7 separate regions of the Mus musculus genome follow, and all the other regions are linked to region 3. The links are chromatin contacts, called in public promoter capture Hi-C maps. All regions are on one chromosome and are shown on one strand. The core of a region is the stretch at or near the end of the contact, and the rest is flanking DNA. Distances in the headings are between cores, read along the strand shown.

Region 1 (2,700 bases), core at 179-2,678, 2.5 Mb before region 3:
TTGCAAACTCACACAAAACATTTTTACTTGTTTGAAGTTGTAAATCATTTTGCTTTTGAAAAGTCACAGTATTAAAATGATTTTAAAATGCTGATTATAGACCTGAGAGATGGCTCAGTGCTAAAGAGTATTGTCTGGTCTTCCAGAGGACCCAGTACCCTCTTCTGTTCTCTCCAGCACCAGGCAAGCTCGCAATGCACATACATACATGCTCATATACAGCGGTTTTTTTTTTTTGTTTGTTTGTTTGTTTTTTTAATGCTGCTTTAAAAGTTATATTCATCCCAGCACTTGGGAGGCAAAGGCAGGAAGATTTCTGAGTTCCAGGCCAGCCTGGTGTACAAGGTGAGTTCCAGATCAGCCAGGGCTATACAGAGAAACCCTGTCTCGAAAAACCAAAAAAAAAAAAAAGTTATATTCAAGGAATCATACACAGGTAAGAATTCGGGGCGGGGGAATGAAAGTGGAGGCTGGAGAGATGGTTCAGAAGAGCACGTGTTGCTCTTGCAGAAGATCTGAGTTCCTTTCTCAGCACCCACACTGTGACTCTGTAACTCGGTCCATAACTCCAATTCCAGAGGATCCCAAGAAGAGAAAGTCATCTGGCTTCGTGGATACCAATATGCCCGTGGTTTAATTACATGTAGACGAGACATAAATACACAATAAATTAAACCTTTTAAAACCGAAATTGTAACCTCTTTATTTTTACAGGACTAACCTCCTTTTAGTAAAAGCAAAACTGTCAAACAGAAAAGAGTAAGTTTGAAGTGACTTAGCATTCGCAGAAAATCCCGTTATTACGTCCGGCACCTGTCTCTACAACTTTAATCTGAAAGTGCTAATGACCCTTACAGAAAAAGGAGAGTGCTAGTGGCTATACAACAGAAAGCCTACGTTCTCTGCTAATTAAATTCAACTGCTGTTGTCGGGTCTGGTGAGTCCTTTCTAGAAGCAATCTCCATCCATTCACTGTCAAACGCCTTACGAGGGGCGCAGCATCCGACTTGGGAACGCGAAGTGGCTCAGGCGACTTCCTTCGCGTGCTCTGCCCTTCACGTTCCCAAGTCGGATGCTGCGCCCCTCGGAAGGCGTTTCACAGCTTGGGGGGCGGGGGGCGGGGAGGTGTTACCCGCTCAAGGACAGAGAAGGCAGCTTGGGAAAAGGCTCCGTCCGAGGCTGTGAAGGCAGAACCACCCCGCCCGGGCCCAGAGATCACTCTCTGGGCCCTTGTCGAGGGACGCCCACTCGAAAAGGGGTCCCACACCAGGCTTCCCCCGAGGGAGAGGTTAGGTACTCACTGTCGATGTCCTCGATGAGGCTGGCGGTGCCGGGCATATAGTTCATGTTTGAGCTCTCGCAAGGCTGCACCGGACGGCCGCGAGGGCGTCCAGTCGCCCGTCGGCGGGACGCGGACGGGAACCGGCCGCTCACCTGCAGCTCAGACACCGCTAGTCGCCGGAAGCGTTTCAGGTGACCCCACCCACTTCCGGTATCGCCTGCCCGTCCGCCGAAAGAGGCGTGCCGGGCGTGTTGCCAGTCGGTGGCCGACCACGTTCTCTTCCCCTCCAGTCAGTGCAGTGAAGTCCAGGTCGGAAGGGCGGAGGATAGGCGTTTCCTCACGCGTGACGAGCGCTGCCCCTCGCCTCGCTTTCCCGACCCGAGGCCCGGATTGACCCGTACCGTCCATGACCGTTCCGCGCTCGGCGTGCAAGGGGCGGGACCGGCTCGGGATTGGCTGTAGCCGTCCTATCCCCCTCCGCCGCTCGCCAATAGCGGCCTCCCGCAGGCGCCTGCGCAATGGGACGGTCGTGGGGGGCGGGAAGCGCTTCGCGGCAGCGGAGCCCATGTCGGCCCTGAGGCGCTCGGGCTACGGCCCCAGTGACGGCCCTTCTTACGGCCGCTACTACGGGCCCGGGGGAGGCGATGTCCCGGTGCACGTACCTCCGCCCTTATACCCCCCTCTTCGTCCGGAGCCTCCCCAGCCTCCGGTTTCCTGGCGAGGGCGCGGGGGCGCCCCGGCCGAGACCACCTGGCCGGGCGAAGGCGCAGGTGGCGATGGCTACTACCCCTCGGGAGGCGCCTGGGCAGAAGCGAGCAGAGCCGGGGGAGGCCACCAGGTAAGCTTCGAAGTCTTTTCCGGGGCTCCAGTCGGGAAGTCTTGGGCAGAGGTGAGGACATTTGGGGGTTTTATACTTAGGGTCTGTTAGGACTCGGGTCTCTGATTTGTTCTTCTTTTGGGGACGGTGCAGAGACGAGGACCAGAGATGCGAGGGGAGCTAGGCTTGGGTTCCATTTGTCCCTTCGTTTTGTTTGTTTGTTTGTTTGTTTTTGCTTTTTTTTTTAACTTCAGCCATCATAAGTGTTCTTGTTAACCACGAAAAAAAAAAACGAAAAAATATTCTGCGCTGACTTCCTAAGCTTAGTAGCAGGCTGCAGGATCTCTTTCCCGAGAGCGTAGGTTAGCGTGATTGGGCTGTAACAATTTATCCTGCGTGGCTCGGGGAGCTGCAGCCCCAGCCCTTACTCAGCAGCCCCTCCCACGGGGAAGGGATCGAAACGGGGCGGGCTGATCACTTAGTTCCTTATCACTAAAGCTTTGCCTGGAATTGAATCAGGAGGGATCAATGTTGCAAAGTACCTTAATGTTCTATTTAATCATCGCAAGACTGCAAGACAGATGTTATTAATGCTTCCCAA
Region 2 (2,700 bases), core at 171-2,670, 2.6 Mb before region 3:
CCTAATAGACATATTAACATGGAAGGGGGAAATCTCTAAAAAGTCATGCATTTGAGAGGGTAAGGTGGGGCATGGGGGGGGGAGGATCGGTCCCCATTCACACAACAGTTGTTATGATGTCTAGGGAGGCTTGGGAGGTGAACGTTTGCTGGTGGAGGTAAGTCACTGGGGGCAAGCTTACACGAAAAAAGTGAAGCCGCTTCCTTGAAGTTCTCCCTGTCTGCTTGGTGATTCTGATAGAGAATTCGAGCTCTCAGCCTTGTCTGATAGTCACCATTTCAGATCCTTGCTGCCTTATCTCCCCACCATCATGGATTCTTATCTCTTTGAACCCCCCTCAACCAAGATCCCCCCTCCCCTTGCTTAAGATATTTTTGGTCATGGCGGCACTTTCTCCTAACAACTGCAAAGTATCAATGATCTCTAATCCCTAAGTGTGTTTGTTTTAAAACAGCAAATTTATGGTCCGTGAGATGGCCCAGTGGGCAAAGGCGGCACTTGCTTGCCAAGCCTGAGCTAGATTCCTAGAACTCACATAGTGGAGGGAAAGAAAGCTCTTCTCACCATATTGTCCTCTCACCTGTCCAGTGCACTATGCCACATACATGCGCACACATCCGTAAAGCGCACACACACGCGGAGGATGGGGGTGAGGCGGCAGTTTCTATTTTGCTAGGGTTTAGAGCCCACCCATATGCTTGCACTCAGTCCAGGGGTTTAGCTACCAGCAGACATCCCTTTCTTACTCGTTTCTGCCCTTCTCGCTAAGGCCCAAACCTTGCTGAATTCTGTCCTCTGCTAGCACTCTCGCCTGGAGCTCTACTTCCCTCCGTGAACTAGCAATTCGTGTTCCTCGAGCGCACAGCACTTCTAGCCTCCTCTGGCCAGATGTTTCTTTTCCTAACGTCTTTTCCACCCACAACTACCTCGGGCTCTCTGGAATCAGACCTCTAGTCTCTCCAAAAGCCGCCTGGAAACGGGGCTTCTGGCGGCCAGCTACGCAGTTACAGACGCTCCCGGCAGGTGTGAGCCAGAGTGCTCCTTTGTTGTTGTTTGGAAGTTTCCTACGTTTTAGGGTTTTAGTATGATCGCCTGCTCCGCACAGTGTAAAGGGGAGTCTCTCACATCCTCATATGTGCCGTGATTTCCACTCTTAGCCACGACTATGAGCAGGCGTTTTGAATAATTCAAGTCCCAAGAGGAAAGCAAAGGACAGACCTCCTAAGTGGCTCCCTTCAAACCTGGGCAATCCGAGTTGCGCCCTGCCTTTTTCTTTCTTCCTTTCTTTTTTTTTTTTTTTCTGGCCTTAAAGCGGCGGACTCAAAGTGCGTCCTTCCCAAGTAAGTGGCGGGCCCCCCAACAAAAGGTCTTTCCCACTTTAAGAGCGCCGTGCGTGGCGGCAACTCGCCGCATAGATATATTCTCGCGAGAGCTTGGGAAGGAGCAGCGATGGCGGCGGCTGGAGCGGGTCCTGGTCCGGGAGTCAGCGCCGGCCCTGGTCCCGGAGCCGCTGCAAGTGCCACAACGGCGGAGGACCGAGAGACAGAGCCGGTGGCCGCGGGGGCTGGCGAGGGGCCGTCAGCCGCCCCGGGAGCGGAGCCCAGCTCCGGAGAGGCCGAAAGTGGGTAAGGCAATCCACTCGCAGCCCCGGGGACGCGCGAGGGCCCGCCCCTCGTGGAAGCCCGCGGCTCGCGCCGCCCGGTGTCGCCCTCCGGATCCAGGTCCCGCAGCCAACGGCTCGGCCCGCCCGCCCACCCGGTACCCTCCGCAACCCCGCTGGCTGCTTGCTTGTGGACTCCAAGCCGCTCCTCGGCTCCTCGGCTCCCATCAGCACCAGTGTGAGCCAAGAGCGTTTCCCCCTCTAGCGCCCCGGAAGACCTCGCTGATCCCTCTTGCAATGCTTGGTCCTGAAAGCACTGAGGACGGCAGCCTCCCGTCGTTAGCCCAGTGCACTAGGAATCCCTGGGCCGCGAACACATTTGTCTTGCTTGACAACCTCCCTCCTAATACTCAGGATTGTTCTCTCGTGGGCATCCCGTTCAGGACATGAAAAAGATATACCCTCCGTATTTGGACCATTGTGTTTTTCTGTTTAGGAAAGGCCATTTTGATGTTTGTCTTTTCATTATAGGGATGCAAACTTGGTTGATGTAAGTGGTCTGGAGACAGAATCTTCTAATGGAAAAGATACTTTGGTAAGTATTTCCTCTGAGGCCTTTGGAAGGCGAACTAGATTTGGTTTTAAAATGTTTAATCTATTTTTTTTTTTTTAAAAAGTAGTCAGGCCATTTGATTCTCTTATTGCCCTGTGGCTCCAGGAAGGTACCGGAGACACTTCAGAAGTGATGGATACCCAGGCGGGCTCTGTGGATGAGGAGAATGGGCGGCAGTTGGGAGAAGTGGAGTTGCAGTGTGGGATATGTACAAAATGGTTCACCGCTGACACCTTTGGAATAGACACGTCGTGAGTACATTTCATGGCCTTCTAGACAGCATGATCCTGGAGAGATGGCTTAGCATTTTAGATCACTAGTTACCCTTTCAGGGGTTTGGGCTTGATTCCCAGTATTCACATGGCAGCTCAAGGAACCCCAGTTCTGGGGTGGAAGGGGAAATTATGTAATCATATTTCTTTTTTTTTAATTAATTTATTTATTTTATGTATATGAGTACACTGTAGCTATACAAATGGTTGTGAGC
Region 3 (2,767 bases), core at 250-2,749:
TTAATGTTACCCTTAATAAGAACTGCCTTGTAGCCGCGCGGTGGTGGCACACGCCTTTAATCCCATCACTCAGGAGGCAGAAGCAGGCGGATTTCTAAGTTCGAGGCCAGCCTGGTCTACAAAGTGAGTTCCAGGACAGCCAGGGCTATACAGAGAAACCCTGTCTCAAAAAACCAAACAAACAAACAAATAAAAAACTGTCTTGGTCATGGTTTCCCTTCACAGCAATGGAAACCCTGAGGCAGTACGTGAATGAATAAATGGGGAAAGTCACAGAAATGAAATTACGTATGGCACAACAGAGGAATCTCAGTAGAATCTATACAATAAGAAGGAGACGAAAAACTCTGATTCAATTTAAGTGAAAGTTAAGAAAACACAAGTTTGTTTCTAGTGACAGAAAGGTTAGTACTGGGCAAAGGGGGTCTGCTGAATGGCTGAAAGGTATGACTGTAAAGAGTAAGGAAGTTTTTAGAGGTGGTGTTTATTATCTTGATTGTACTGATGGTTTAAGGGCATGGACGTGGTAGAAGTTAACAAATTATGTCCACGTTAAATGAGTGGGTTTACTATACACCCTTTATTGGGATAAAGCTATTCATTTTTGAGACAGGGTCTCACCATGACGATCTGGCTGGCCTGGTACTATTTAGGTAAACTGGGGTGGGCTTGAACTCAGAGATCACCAGGGAGTGGACGACCTCTGCCCTGTCCCCCGCCCTATGCTGGAAATTTTTTTAATGCTATTTTTAAAACCCCAAAAGAGAAATCAATTATCGTGACAACTGATCAAGTATCTAATCAATTATCAGTATACTAAAAAGTTGTACTAGAACATCGCCACCACCAGACGTGCATAGGGATTTTCCTGGATGTCTTGCAAAGATACAGTCAGTAAAGTGGGGACCAATGAGAGAGAACTGTTGTTGGTCCAGTCGGGTCACCTAAGCGGGTATAGCTGGTGTACATGTCTCTGGGACGAAAAAAACCAACACCTCAAGAAGAATTGGAGAAGGGATGCAGGATAATGCAGAACAGGAATACCATCTCCTCACTCTCGTTCAAGAGGGTTCCAGGGGCCAAATGCATCCCCAGTAGTGCGCTTTGTAGTTGTAAATATCTGTGTCTGTTGGAATTGGAGAGTGACGGTTGTTTTTGTGGAGCGAGGTGGGTTAGCCCACGTGAAAGCTGGAACGCTTAATCAAGAAGGGAACTATTCCTGTGCCCACAAACCACTTCACCACAACCAACAGGGAATTCCGAGTCTCTAACCCCGGCGTCTTTCCCGGAACTCCCGGATCCACCGATCACGTCCACCTCATCATCATCATCTTCTTCCGCCCGGAAGGGTTTCATTCGCCTACACTAGGAAGACTTCTCTCCCAGCCACCGCGCACCTCACCGCAACGCGCAGCCGCGGAGGCGTCGCTTTACGGCCGGAGGGGGCGGGGTGTCAACGTGCGGCACAGAAGGTGTTCGGGAGAGGCTAGGTTTTTTTGCGACAGGACGTAAGCGGCGACGGAGGTGGCGCGACAGCTGCTGGAGGGCCGAGGAGGCGGGTTTGTGTTTCCAGGGCCGAACCAGGATGTGGGGGGGCGCGGGTCCTGGGCTTGGGTAGCTTGGAGTCCCTCGGCTACAGCCATGAGTGAAGGGGATCGGCGAGGGGGGAGGCCTGGGGCGTCTTTGGGCGGTGGGTGGCTCCGAAGGGCTGGCGGGCCGGAGAGCCGGCTCTAGGCCGGCCATCTGACCCCGTGTCTTGCCCGAACTCGCAGAGCGGCGGGTCCTGTCCTCGCCATGAGGCCGCAGCAGGCACCGGTGTCCGGGAAGGTGTTCATTCAGCGAGACTACAGCAGCGGCACGCGCTGCCAGTTCCAGACCAAGTTCCCCGCGGAGCTGGAGAACAGGGTATGCAGCCCGGCTTCCCCTGCTCCTGGCCCTGCTCCTGGCCCTGCCCCTGGCCCTGGGGAGGGGAGAGTCCCTGGAGCGGGAGGGAGTGTCTCACGGTTCGGGAGAGCATGAGACGTCAGGATTCATGGGAAAAGATATACGAAGGAGGTACGGTCTAGTATTTGGAGAAAGACCACTAAGGCTAATGCTCAGAGTACAGTGATCATATAGAACTTTTAGGATGCTGGCCCGCAGTCCACCCAAGAGTGTCCTTAACAGGATGCCGACACACACACACACACACACACACACACACACACGGTACTTGACACCTGGTTGAAGCTCACACACACACACACACTCACTCAGTTATTGACATCTTGATGAGGTGCTAATTCCTGGAACTCCAGGCCACCTCATACCTCCTGTGGTAACCTATATCCTACTGCCTCAGACACGCGAAAGACAGCGTCATAGTCATGACTGGTATCTGTGGTCACTGTGCTGGTCATACTGTTCAGCTGAAAGGGTTTATTAGGGATGTGCTCGGCAGTCCAGACAGGCCTTCTTGGAACCTGAAAAACGTACACGGTCCCGGGCAGGAACGGCAAAGGAACTTGTAGCTGAACCAACCCTGACTCCCAGTCATTATCACTGGGAACTTCCTGTTTGCCTTGCATATCAAAACGGTCATGGGGCAGAGGTCCTTTGGGCAACCTTGTAAACAAAGATGAGATTTGTGTACCATTCCTTCAGATTTAACCACACCAAAAAAAAAACAAAAAAAATCTACTCGTCTACCCAATGTGATCCTCCTTTTGTTCTTCAGCGATATTACTCAGATTCTATTTCCTGTTCATAAATCAGTTTCTGAAGGATG
Region 4 (2,700 bases), core at 141-2,640, 2.9 Mb before region 3:
CTCCAAAACCTAACATAAAACTTGTAACAACAAATTTACCTGCCTAAAAATTGTCACATTTTGTGGACTGTTAGCATTAACAAACACCATCAGTAACGCTAATTCTATGACTTTCTTCTTTCAAGAGAGTATTTTTATTTTTCTCTTTAAAAAGATTTATTTATTATATATAAGTACACTGTAGCTGTCTTCAGACACATCAGAAGAAGGCGTCATTTCTCATTACGGATGGTTGTGAGCCACCATGTGGTTGCTGGGAATTGAACTCAGGACCTCTGGAGGAGCAGTCAGTGCTCTCAACCGCTGAGCCATCTCTCCAGAGTATTTTTCACCCTGGCTTCTTGATTGCTGCACCCACTACAAGAACGAGCCCTGACGGCTGTGGGGGTAAAGCTGGTATTCGCTCACATTAACCTTCACCACGGCAACAGAGTCAAGTGTGTGCTATCGTCTCGTTCTTCCTGTGTGTTGAAAGACAGGGGTTCATCTCGACAATACCAAGAGCCTCCTCTAAAGCCCATGGATGCTAAAGGTTGGTTCTTTGACGCTAGGACTTAAGAGTCCTCCCTGGCATCCCGGTCAGCTGCCCTGCTTCCTTCCCGGCATCCACAGTGAGGTCCGAAACCTGTCCTCCTCCCCCTGTGCGTTCCCAGCTCGACTTCCTCCCTATGTGCCACGGCCACGCCGCGGCTTGGGACGAAGAGGTACGCAGGGCTGCGAGAGGCTTCTGGGCGTCGCTCGCTCGCTTGCCCGCCCGCCGGAAACCCTCCGCGAGCGCGAAGGCGCGCGGTCTCAGCCCCCAGCGGAGGCCAAGACCAACGGAGACGCCGCGCGCCCGGGATGCGCAGCGGGGGCGCGCAGCCACGGGGACGCGCCCCCGTGGGTCCCCGCCCCCGCCGGCCCGGCCCGTCCGCCGCCCTGAGCGCCCGAGCGCCCGCCCCGCCTCCTCCAGGTCTCGCGCGGCCACGCGCCGGGCTCCGCCCCCACCCGCCCGCGCGCCCCTGTCGCCGCGGCCGCGGAGCACGCCAGTTACCTACTTGTGGAAGGAGACGGGCTTGTCCTTGTCGTAGCGGTTCTTGCAGCCGTAGGCGGAGCAGGACTGCACCATCCTTCTGGCCCTCCACACTTCCCTTCGGCCCGGGAGGCAGGCGAAGGGGGCCGTCGGGGTCGCCGCGCTCGGCCTTGATAACGCTCGCCGCTCTCGGTGGCGTCGGTCAGCAGTTACGGGGACGATCACCTCGCCGTGGGGTGGGGGTTGGGGTGGGGGAGTGACTACCCTGTCCGTTGTGGGGTTTGCTTTAGCAGAAGGACCACAGCTGTCGCCCGTCTCCCATCTTCAAGATGGCGGAGGCAGCTTCAGCCTCACCTCTCGCGAGGACTCGGCTCGCCGTCTCTGATTGGCTGAAGGTAACGTTCCCAGGGAAGCTGACCATTGGCTGGGGCGAGGCGCGCCTGTGGGGCGTGGTCAGCAGTGCGGAAGTGGGTGGGCCCTCTGCGCCTTGGCCGGAAGAGAGCGCGTTTGTTTGGGATCCTGACTGCAGTCGTTCTCGTAGTGGTGACTGTCGTTAATTTGTCCGGCGTTTTCTGCTGCAGCTTGATAAAGAACGGCCTGTTGGGTCCGAAAGCCTGCAGGAGAACGTGGAAGAGCTCGTCCCTGGCCATACGCAGTTTTTTTTTAAAGGGGGGGGAACCAGCAGATGCGTGGATTGTACAAACCTGTGGTCCACGTTCAGAATCCAGGTGACCGTCTAACTAGACAACGAGGACAAACGCGCATTTCATTTCCTCTAAGCTGGGAAGGAAGACCTTTTTTTTTTTTTTTAAATGTATGTGAGTACACTGTCGCTGTCTTCAGACACACCAGAAGAGGGCATCAGATCTCACTGCAGATGGTTGTGAGCCACCATGTGGTTGCTGGGAATTGAACTCAGGACCTATGTAAGAGCAGTCAGTGCTCTCAACTGCAGAGCCATCTTTCCATCCCTACAGTGCACTTCTGAACGTTGTTACCTTTGTGTAGGCGCAGCGATTTTTCAAGCTGAAGACAAGTGTTACAGGCTTGACCCTCTGTAGTTTGGAGTGTGTGGCGCATTCTCTCCCTTATAAACTATTTTCTGTACCCTTAAATATTGCTTCTCTTAAGGATCTATTTAGTGGCTACCATCTCTAGAACTTTGACTATTGAACCCACATACCATCTTTTCCTAGCTCGTTTTACTTGAGCACACATGGACTTGCCTTCAGAGTTATCAGGTATATGGTTTAATACATTCGCCAACTACTTAAATCTGAAATCCTGGTGTCACTGAGATAAAACAAAAAAACTAGGCTTTAATTCAGCAGAAAAGAACACTTGTTGCTCTTGCAGGTGACCCGGGTTCGATTCCCAGCACCCACAAGGCAGTTCACAACCATCTATAACTCCAGGCAGCTGGGCACCAGGCACACATGTTGTGGGTCAGAGGACAGTTTGTGGGAGTGGGTTCTCTCCTTCCACCTTGTGGGCTCTGGGACCTAACTCGGATCATTAGTCTTGATGCTAAGTGCTCTTATCAGCTGCTCCTAGGACCCCTTCCTCGAGACTTAGGTTAACCTCATAGAATAGAGAGGTTATTCTCTCACCACCATCCTTGAATTCAAGTACTCACAGTCTCAACTTTTTGTCAGTCCTAGTCTTCAGCTTTCTCTCTGTCCCTCATA
Region 5 (2,714 bases), core at 65-2,564, 2.9 Mb before region 3:
GAAAGAAGTCCCCAGGAACTGAAGAAAAAAAAAAAAAAAGTGAAGGTGTGCCCTGGGAAGATAACTTCTTCCCAGGCACTGCTAATCAAAGACTGCATGATCTGGTGGTTATGCATACCTTTGAATCCAAGATTCTCCTAGGACTCCAAAGCATATATCTTGTATCTTGTTGTCTTGGAAACGCCAATATCTTTGCATTAAGGTCGACTGTTTATTATAGCATTATTCTTAGACGCCCTAAGCTGGAACAAAGTGCACATCAATAGTAGAACGGGTACAAGGCTGTAGTCACACAATAGGATATTAGACAATCATGGGATTTTTGCAGATAATTTAATATTATTTAAAAGCCAAAGCCACAATACATATCCATTCATAAAAGTTCAAAATCAAACAAAGGAAAATTATACTACATGCATAGTCATCTGGTTAAAAAGCTAAAAGGGAAAGCTTTTAAAATAAAGTAAGTGCCTATCACAAAAATCAGATTAGAGATGGTATGGATGGAAGAACTCTTGGGAATGTGGCAATTCATTTTATTAATATTCCTCAAACATGTACTGCTACGCACTGTTCTGCATGCGACTTAAAAACGTATATGAAACCTTCTACAAGGCTTGTATTAAAAAAAAAAAATCGAAAGTCGGGCAAGGATGCACCTCAATGAAGCCAACTCCTAGCACAAGAAGCAGGCCTTAGGAACAGCAAGGGTCCTTACGCACTGGGGAACTGGCGTCCACCCTCTGTCACTTTGGGTAAAGTTTTTTGTGGGAGAAGGGGGCTCCAAGGAGGAACGCCGGGCTCCCCACAGCCGGGCCAAACCGGCCCCCAGCCTCCGAGACGCGCCCACGTCAGCCGTTCCACCTTCGCCCGGAGGGAGACTCTGGGCAGGCTCCGGCGACTCAGGGAAGGCTGCGCTCCGGCTTCCGGAGGGAAGCGGTGGGCGCGGAGCCTACCCTCGCGCGGTCCCGCAGCTCCCCCCACCGCCACCGCGCCGAGTCCCGCAGTCCGCGGGTCCCCGGCCCGCCCGTGCGGGGGCGTGGCCTGGCACACGCCCGCGGCCGGAGAGGGGGGCGCGTACCTCGTCGCGGCCGAGGAACTACCGGGCCAGTCGGCGGGTCGGCATAGAGCTCATTTCCGGGGACTACCTAGCTACTCCTCCCGTGCAAACTACAGGCGGCTTCTTAAGCCAGAGCGCCGGCGTCAGCGCACGCGCAGTGCGGAGCCCCGGCGAGGGTGAGCGGACTGGAGAGACACACAGACCGGCCGCCACCGCAGGGCCCGGCCGGGGCGCGCGCCCGCGGGCCTTGGACTGGCTCTGGGAGCGCGCCTCTAGGGGCGGGGCTGAGCGAGCGCGAGCGTGCGCAGTGGCCCTCGGACCTCGGGACTCGCGCTACGCGGCGCGGCGGGGCGCGGCGCTCGCGCAAGAGGGCGTGGGCTGGCGGCGCCGGGTGCGCGCAAGGGAGTGCGCGGCCCCGAGCGAGGGAAGGAGGGGCTGGTGACAGTGCGGAGCGATTGCCAGCGTCCGCGCCCCGGGAGCGGACGGACGGAAGAGAAGGTCCGCCAGACGCCCGGTCTGCTGCCTGACCCCTTCGGACTCAAACCCCGAGCCGAGCGGCCGCGGCTTCTGGTTGGTTGAAGGGAGACGCTGCGGCCACCCCAGGAAGATGTTTAACGTGGAGTCTGTGGAGCGGGTGGAGCTGTGCGAGAGCCTGCTCACTTGGGTACGTGGTGGGCAGCGGGCCGGTGGGAAAGCTCCGCCACCTTTTCGCGGACACCGGTGCTCGTCCCGGGGGGCGAACGCCCCGGGGCGACCTGCCGTCACATCCGGGGCTTGGGACGGGCGGAGCTGAGTAGCCGGTGCGGCCGCGTCTACACCCGCGGCCGGGTCAGGGTCAGCAGGGAGAGGCCGGGCTCAGGCAGGCTGGGCCCAGGGTCCAGGAGGAACTTGTCCGGCCTGAGATGTTGGCTGCTGTCCGAGAGGAAACCTGCCCGGTGGGGGCTAATGATGGGGTGCAGGCGACACTGTAATTAGGACTGTTTGCCTTGATGAGGCGCTGGCGTTTCGCTCCCAAGCTCCCAGTGATCCAAAGCGTTGGTTCTGCCTGGGCGCCCGGTAGAGGCAGTCGGGACCCCCTAGTTAAGCGATGCTGCTCGCCTTTGTTGTAGCGTTCAGCCAGGATGGAGTGTAGCCCCTTGAGGGATGGATGAAGCCCTGCCCATTGGAAAATAGTACATTGGCAGGGTGGATAGACAAAACATGAAGAATCACTCAGAGGCAAAACATTTAAAACGCGAGATGCATTTTGACTGTTATAAACGATGTGATGGTACCTATAAAAGGAACCAACGATAAAAATGTTGAACTGGAAAAATTGAGGGATTTCGTAATGGAACTGAAACACATTTTTAAAGCACCATGAGATTCTAATTTGGAATTGATGAGGGTTAAGGTTATCGAATTTTCAAGTAAACATGCAGGATTTTGTCAATAGTCATGGCTTAAACGGCCCTTTTCATTAGCTGGACAGTTAACCGTGTTTGTTTCTGGTTTTCATATGCTGGTTGGAGGTAGGTCCAGGCATATATGCAGAGCCATGGGATAAACCAGGAACATTCATTTTACTTACTGCTAGAAATGTTAGCTGTCCTTTTTAGAAGAACCCAGATACATTTACAGTGGCTATTGTGATACATGTTAATTTTGTTTGCTT
Region 6 (2,700 bases), core at 102-2,601, 2.5 Mb before region 3:
GACCAGGTGGTACACTTGGAACAGGCAGAGGGCAGGGAGAGGGAGTTCTGGTGAGAAAGGAGAGACTAGTCTGAGAATCCGGGTAAACACTGCTTGAGAATGTGGTGGTGTGTGTGTGGGGGGCGCTCAGGGAGGTTTGAGTGCCAAGGCTTCTCACTTACCTGCCCACTATCAGTTTGATTATGTTGGTAAAGACACCATTCAGAGCTAGGGCAAGGCTGGCAGCTGGAAAGCAAAGAAGCCGTTAGTGCCATCTGCTTGGAGAAGAGTAAGCCACCACCTCATGAGTAGAGCCTTCATTGCTTTGAGATAGAACCCAACCAGAATAAAAACCCAAACGGCCTAGGGGCAGAGAAGTGGAGCACTGAGGAACACCTATGTGGCACCTGTGTTAATAGGGAACACCTGTGTGGTGTCTGTGTTAATAAGGAACACCTGGCCGGGCGTGGTGGCACACGCCTTTAATCCCAGCACTTGGGAGGCAGAGGCAGGTGGATTTCTGAGTTCAAGGCCAGCCTGGTCTACAAAGTGAGTTCCAGGACAGACAGGGCTACACAGAGAAACCCTGTCTCGAAAAAACAAACAAACAAAAAGGAACACCTGTGTGGCGCCTGTGTTATTAAGCACATTCTCATCAGTACTGCTTTTTGGTCTCATGGGGTAAAAAGACATACTTTAGGGGTACAGAGTAGCTGAACCCCATAGCTACTTGCCAACACTAAGACAGGAACAACTGGAACAAGGGCGACTTACCGAGGCAGGCTTGCTTGCTGTCGGTAGCGTCAGCTTTCCTTAGAAACTTGGCGAGGAAGATCAGGGACAGTGGAGTGAGAAAGGCAATGACCTGAAGGTAAAACACAGGGTCGGTAAAACCAAGTCCCTCCTGGCCTAAAGCACCAGCTGCCGCGCACTAACCAAGATCGGGGCTCAGATTGCCCACCAGACGCCTCGCCCTAGCCCTGGAACTCAAGGCAGGGGAGGAGTCCCTGCCAGCGGAGGAGGGCGGGAGGGCAGCTCACGCACAAACATGCGGCCGGTGGGGAAGTATTCCGCCTCCACGTACGGGTTCCTGTAGAGCCACAGCTCCTCGGGCTGGATCCGCCGCTGGAAGGGAGGGAGCAGCTCGGTCACCCTGGGGAGGAAACGGGGAAGATTGACAGGCTACCTCGGCGGAAGAACCTGCCGCCCCGAGCCGCTTAGGAAGTGCGAGCGCCCAGGGACGCCTGGGAGCGTTGACAGATCCTTACAGGAAAGCCACAAAGAGCAGGACCCGCACGCCCAGCTCGGCTCCCAGGGCCGCCGTCCCCATCCCGCCATACGTGCGGATCAGACGCTGACGTGGCCCCGGCGCGCCGTGGTTCCGCCCGCCCGGTGTCCAGCGCCACCTAGCGAACTCCGCGGGGACTGACTACCAGCGGGGCCTCCGGGCTACAGGAAATTCAGAGCTCATTTGCTGTGTTATGAGTACCACCTAACAGATCACCTTTGGGTCTCAAAGCAATGTGTCCTTCACCAACCACCCAGATCAGCTTATAGGACAAGAAAAGGAACGTCATTCTCCAGAGATGCTTCCTCTACAAAAGCAAACCAGAAAGCCCACTTTAAAGAAACTATGTCTTTGGAGCATTTCGAAGGGAAAAAACTGGGCTGAGGGTGAGTGGTTGTATTTTTGTGTCTCATTTCCCAGTAAACTGTACCATGAAATTACAGGTAAAGAACCAGCCCATATTCTTAAGTAGACCATACAGGACAATTTATTAAAGTCAACCTCAAGCAAGACCTGAAATCAATGGAATGCCATTAAAAGCTTTCCCACATTCTTACAGAAGCAGAAAACATATTTGAATTCTAAAGTATCTGTAAGTTAAAAAGGCAGGATTCCAGTAAATACAATGTACAAAACCTGTCCCACCAGCACACATCAGTAAGAAGCTCAAATGTTACAGGCAATCTCACATACACTACACTAGTTAACAGATATGTACAGGTTAACTAAGATGGTAGGCTCATACTTTGCAATAAGACATTGGTCAATAAACAAAATCCTTAAACTATATTTTGAAGTCATTAAACAGTAATGCCCTAGTAGAATACCCCTGGGGAACATTAACACTAACCCCTTAGTGTTAGGAGCGCCAAGTCACAGAAACTAAAGAGACTGACTAATGGATGTTGACACTTTGATATTTCACAGGTCTACAGCGTTCATTACAGGTAAATACAGATGTAAACAATCTATCAAGAACTTTATTCAAAGAACACAAGGTGAGGGTGGGATCTGCAGATATGTGTTTATTGTGTAATATTTAAATGGACACAAATGAATTTGCCATAGCAGTTGAAAATACACAAATCTTTGTATATAAAAAGAACTTTTTAGCCAGCTGTAATCAGTTAGCAACTTGGTTATTAGCGGCAATACAGTTACTTACCATAGGGTACAAAAAATGAGATGTTAATTGATAACAAAAGTGTAATTCCCTCATTCCCTTTAACTGACAAGAATTCCCTGTTGAGGCAAAATGGCAGATACTTGAAAGCCATCTGCACAGAGCAAGGCTCAGTCAGCAGGTAAGGAAGGCTTCTCGTCCCTTAACGGACGCAGTGAAGTCACAAGAAAACCAAGGACCGAATACTGACTTTGGCAACTTCTATTTTCCCTTGAACTTACAAGTCAATGACTTTCAGAGCCTACTGAAG
Region 7 (2,738 bases), core at 215-2,714, 2.8 Mb before region 3:
TAAACAGAACTTTCATCTGCACTGGAAAATACAAATCCATTCCACCCTAGTTCCCAACCTATGGAAGGTCTTAAGGGAGAATCCAGAGAACAAAGGGAATTTCTTTTAAGTTCCCCCAAAGGTGGGCTCCCTTCTGGCAGGTAAGTCTCAGTCTCTCTCTCTCTCTCTCTCTCTCTCTCTCTCTCTCTCTCTCTCTCTCTCTCTCTCTCTCTCTCTCTCTCTCTCTCTCTCTCTCTCTCTCTCTCTCTCACACACACACACACACACAAACCACAAGGTAATGAGTAAATAATATATCCACCTGCCTCTGCCTCTGCCCCTCTGCCTCTGCCTCTGCCCCTCTGCCTCTGCCTCTGCCTCTGCCCCTCTGCCTCTGCCCCTCTGCCTCTGCCCCTCTGCCTCTGCCTCTGCGCCTCTGCCTCTGCCCCTCTGCCTAAGTGCTGGGATTACAGGCATGTGCCACCACTGCCCAGCCAATACTAGCATTTCTAAATCCTGGGTTTGATCACTAGCACAGCTGCACTGAGAAACTCAGCACAGAAAAGTTGGTTTGACTGATAACACCTGTGGGCTATTAGGATGTGGGGAAACTTCAGCTAAGATCACATACCGACCTCTGTTGGAATCCCAAAAGTCCCTTTTCTACCCTATAAAACCTCCAAGGCCCATGACCATCCTTGGATTTTTTTCTAATTAAAGGACAGTATGCTTATAAAGACATTTGTCTCTTTTATTCCCACTTTGCCTCAATCGGTTCTGATTTAAGAACCTTCCCTAGAATATATGGTGACCAGACACTATGGTCTTTGCGCTGCTGCGAATGAACCTGGTGCCTATTGTATAGTAAATATTTGTTAATTGAATATATCTATTCTCTATATTTAGAAAGGAGTTCTGCACAGATCCAAATTTAATTCCAAAGACACCCCCCGGATTAATAAAATGCTGCTATTTTATTATAGGATTATATAAACGCCTAGCACTGAAAAACATGTAAAGTGTGAAAGAATGTAAAGACCCTTTTAAGGTTAAAGTGGAAGCCTGAGGGGGGAAAGAGGTGGCTGGCTGTGCACCGTTTGCAATTCTTCACACTCCTAAGATGGTCCAAAAGAAGGGGGCCGCTGGGGACTGGAGATGTAACTCAGTGGTAGAGCACATGCCTAGCATGTGCAAGTCTTCCGGTTCCATCCTAAGCGTTGAAAAAGAAACAAAAGCAAGGAAACAGAAAAGTTACCCAACAAAGGAAACAACAACTAATAACACTGCTTGCCAATTAGCACCTAAAGGCCTCTGAAAACCTGCATTCGGGAAGGGGGCCCTGGAAACACAGCAGCGAGGACAGTAGGTATTCAGGCCAGGCCTCCGGGCCGGGCCCTCTACCCCACGCCTCTATGGTAGGACCCGAGGAACCGGAAGTGGGCCTCGCCGGGGGCGGGGCGGGCCGCGGAGGGGGCGGGGCCTCCACCACCACCTCTGCTGCGGACGGAGGCGAGATGGCGGCCACCGAGGGGGTCGGGGAATCTGCGGCAGGCGGCGAGCCGGGACAGCCGGAGCAGCCGCCGCCCCCGCCTCCGCCGCCGCCAGCACAGCAGCCGCAGGAAGAAGAGATGGCGGCTGAGGCCGGGGAAGCGGCGGCGTCCCCTATGGACGACGGGTTTCTGAGCCTGGACTCGCCCACCTATGTCTTGTACAGGTAACGCCCTCCTGCGGGCCGCGGCGCCAGAGGCCCGGGGCTGAGTGCGAGCGACGACGACGCAGCTCGGCGGACGGGGGCGCCCTCCGAGTCCGCGCCGCGCAGCCCCGGGTGGCCGCAGGCTGCGGCGGCGCTCTTCTGAAGCTAGGGTGCGGTGACACTTCCGTGGTCCCGCAGTGCTGCCCTGCTGAGAGCCGTGCATCATCCGAAAGGCGCCCTTTTGACAGCTCGCTATGGGATAATGTCACTTAAGCGGCCAGATCTGCTCTTTACAAACACTGTCGGGCCTTTGCGTGCCTTCTGCTGCCTGGAGAGAACTTTCCTGCCTTTCCTTCATCTTGGCCACTGTGCACATCCCTTCTGTCTTCCTTTCCATGTCCCCTAGTTCCTTGTCAAAAAGTACTTACTGTTTTTTGTAGTTCTACCTAAACCCTTTAGGTGACTCATTTGCCAGGCTTTCAGGAATGAGTGAAAGGCATTATAGAGGTTTCTGCAGTTGGATGACTTGAGATTGGTTGTGGGGTCCCATAGCTTCAGAACTTTCCTCTGATTTATGAATTATGTTCTTCGGATGGCTGATTTCCGAAGAACTAAATGACCGTGTTTGCCGTGCCTCTCTCCAAACTATAGGATATATATATATACATATATACATACATATGTATATATATATATATATATAAAATTAGCAGGTCATTCTTTTCCCCATATTCTTACATAAGGGATGCAATTTCAAGGTTAACTGCGTACCACAAATGTCTGCTGTCAGTAACTGATTAGTATAGAGAAGAAGAAAAGAATGTAAGTCAAGGCTGGCCACACTGAGCAGTTCATGGAAGTCTCCAGAAGTGCCAGTTGTTGCAGTCATACTGTTGTTTTGAGACTGTTCCCTGGATTGTTAGCATGCATACAGTATGCTATGCAGGTTTTAAGTACTCAAAATTATTCCTTCTCAAAGTTGCCTTCCAAAGTTGACTGGTAACATTATCTTCATCTTATAAATGAAGAAACCAACATCCAGGCAGATTAATGACTTCACACAGGA

What was found. Promoter capture Hi-C pulls out the DNA fragments that hold promoters and counts their contacts. Capture Hi-C pulls out chosen DNA fragments and counts their contacts.
Region 1: a contact with region 3 is called in a promoter capture Hi-C map of pre-B cells, with 3 times the contacts expected there. The contact joins the promoter of Lsm1 here to the promoter of Golga7 in region 3. A contact is called at or near these places in 3 of 39 promoter capture datasets (hippocampal neurons, liver and pre-B cells) and 1 of 9 other capture datasets (liver).
Region 2: a contact with region 3 is called in a promoter capture Hi-C map of pre-B cells, with 4 times the contacts expected there. The contact joins the promoter of Ash2l here to the promoter of Golga7 in region 3. A contact is called at or near these places in 1 of 39 promoter capture datasets (pre-B cells) and 1 of 484 Hi-C or Micro-C datasets (B cells).
Region 4: a promoter capture Hi-C map of liver shows a contact between it and region 3, with 4 times the contacts expected there. The contact joins the promoter of Thap1 here to the promoter of Golga7 in region 3. A contact is called at or near these places in 2 of 9 other capture datasets (adipose tissue and liver).
Region 5: a promoter capture Hi-C map of pre-B cells shows a contact between it and region 3, with 4 times the contacts expected there. The contact joins the promoter of Rnf170 here to the promoter of Golga7 in region 3. A contact is called at or near these places in 2 of 39 promoter capture datasets (liver and pre-B cells).
Region 6: a promoter capture Hi-C map of pre-B cells shows a contact between it and region 3, with 2.4 times the contacts expected there. The contact joins the promoter of Plpp5 here to the promoter of Golga7 in region 3.
Region 7: a contact with region 3 is called in a promoter capture Hi-C map of pre-B cells, with 4 times the contacts expected there. The contact joins the promoter of Fnta here to the promoter of Golga7 in region 3. A contact is called at or near these places in 2 of 39 promoter capture datasets (liver and pre-B cells).

What each region holds. Positions count from the first base shown.
Region 1 is chr8:25,784,319-25,787,018 of GRCm38.p6, reverse strand. Lsm1 (LSM1 homolog, mRNA degradation associated) reads right to left here and starts at 1,428. Exons shown (of 4, transcript NM_026032.1): 1 at 1,302-1,428. The coding sequence starts at 1,347. It overlaps Bag4 (BCL2-associated athanogene 4), which reads left to right and starts at 1,810. Exons shown (of 5, transcript NM_026121.3): 1 at 1,810-2,120. The coding sequence starts at 1,848.
Region 2 is chr8:25,839,507-25,842,206 of GRCm38.p6, reverse strand. It overlaps Ash2l (ASH2 like histone lysine methyltransferase complex subunit), which reads left to right and starts at 1,420. Exons shown (of 16, transcript NM_011791.3): 1 at 1,420-1,625; 2 at 2,132-2,195; 3 at 2,319-2,464. The coding sequence starts at 1,450.
Region 3 is chr8:23,255,812-23,258,578 of GRCm38.p6, reverse strand. Golga7 (golgi autoantigen, golgin subfamily a, 7) reads left to right here and starts at 1,499. Exons shown (of 5, transcript NM_020585.2): 1 at 1,499-1,905. The coding sequence starts at 1,795.
Region 4 is chr8:26,156,859-26,159,558 of GRCm38.p6, reverse strand. It overlaps Thap1 (THAP domain containing, apoptosis associated protein 1), which reads right to left and starts at 1,390. Exons shown (of 3, transcript NM_199042.2): 1 at 1,038-1,390. The coding sequence starts at 1,108.
Region 5 is chr8:26,117,968-26,120,681 of GRCm38.p6, reverse strand. It overlaps Rnf170 (ring finger protein 170), which reads right to left and starts at 1,314. Exons shown (of 8, transcript NM_029965.4): 1 at 1,082-1,314; 2 at 119-242. Hook3 (hook microtubule tethering protein 3) reads left to right here and starts at 1,458. Exons shown (of 22, transcript NM_207659.3): 1 at 1,458-1,724. The coding sequence starts at 1,668.
Region 6 is chr8:25,718,699-25,721,398 of GRCm38.p6, reverse strand. Plpp5 (phospholipid phosphatase 5) reads right to left here and starts at 1,351. Exons shown (of 7, transcript NM_028000.1): 1 at 1,248-1,351; 2 at 1,024-1,132; 3 at 754-844; 4 at 162-225. The coding sequence starts at 1,309. Nsd3 (nuclear receptor binding SET domain protein 3) reads right to left here. Exons shown (of 23, transcript NM_001081269.2): 23 at 1,732-2,700.
Region 7 is chr8:26,014,336-26,017,073 of GRCm38.p6, reverse strand. It overlaps Fnta (farnesyltransferase, CAAX box, alpha), which reads left to right and starts at 1,464. Exons shown (of 9, transcript NM_008033.4): 1 at 1,464-1,693. The coding sequence starts at 1,494.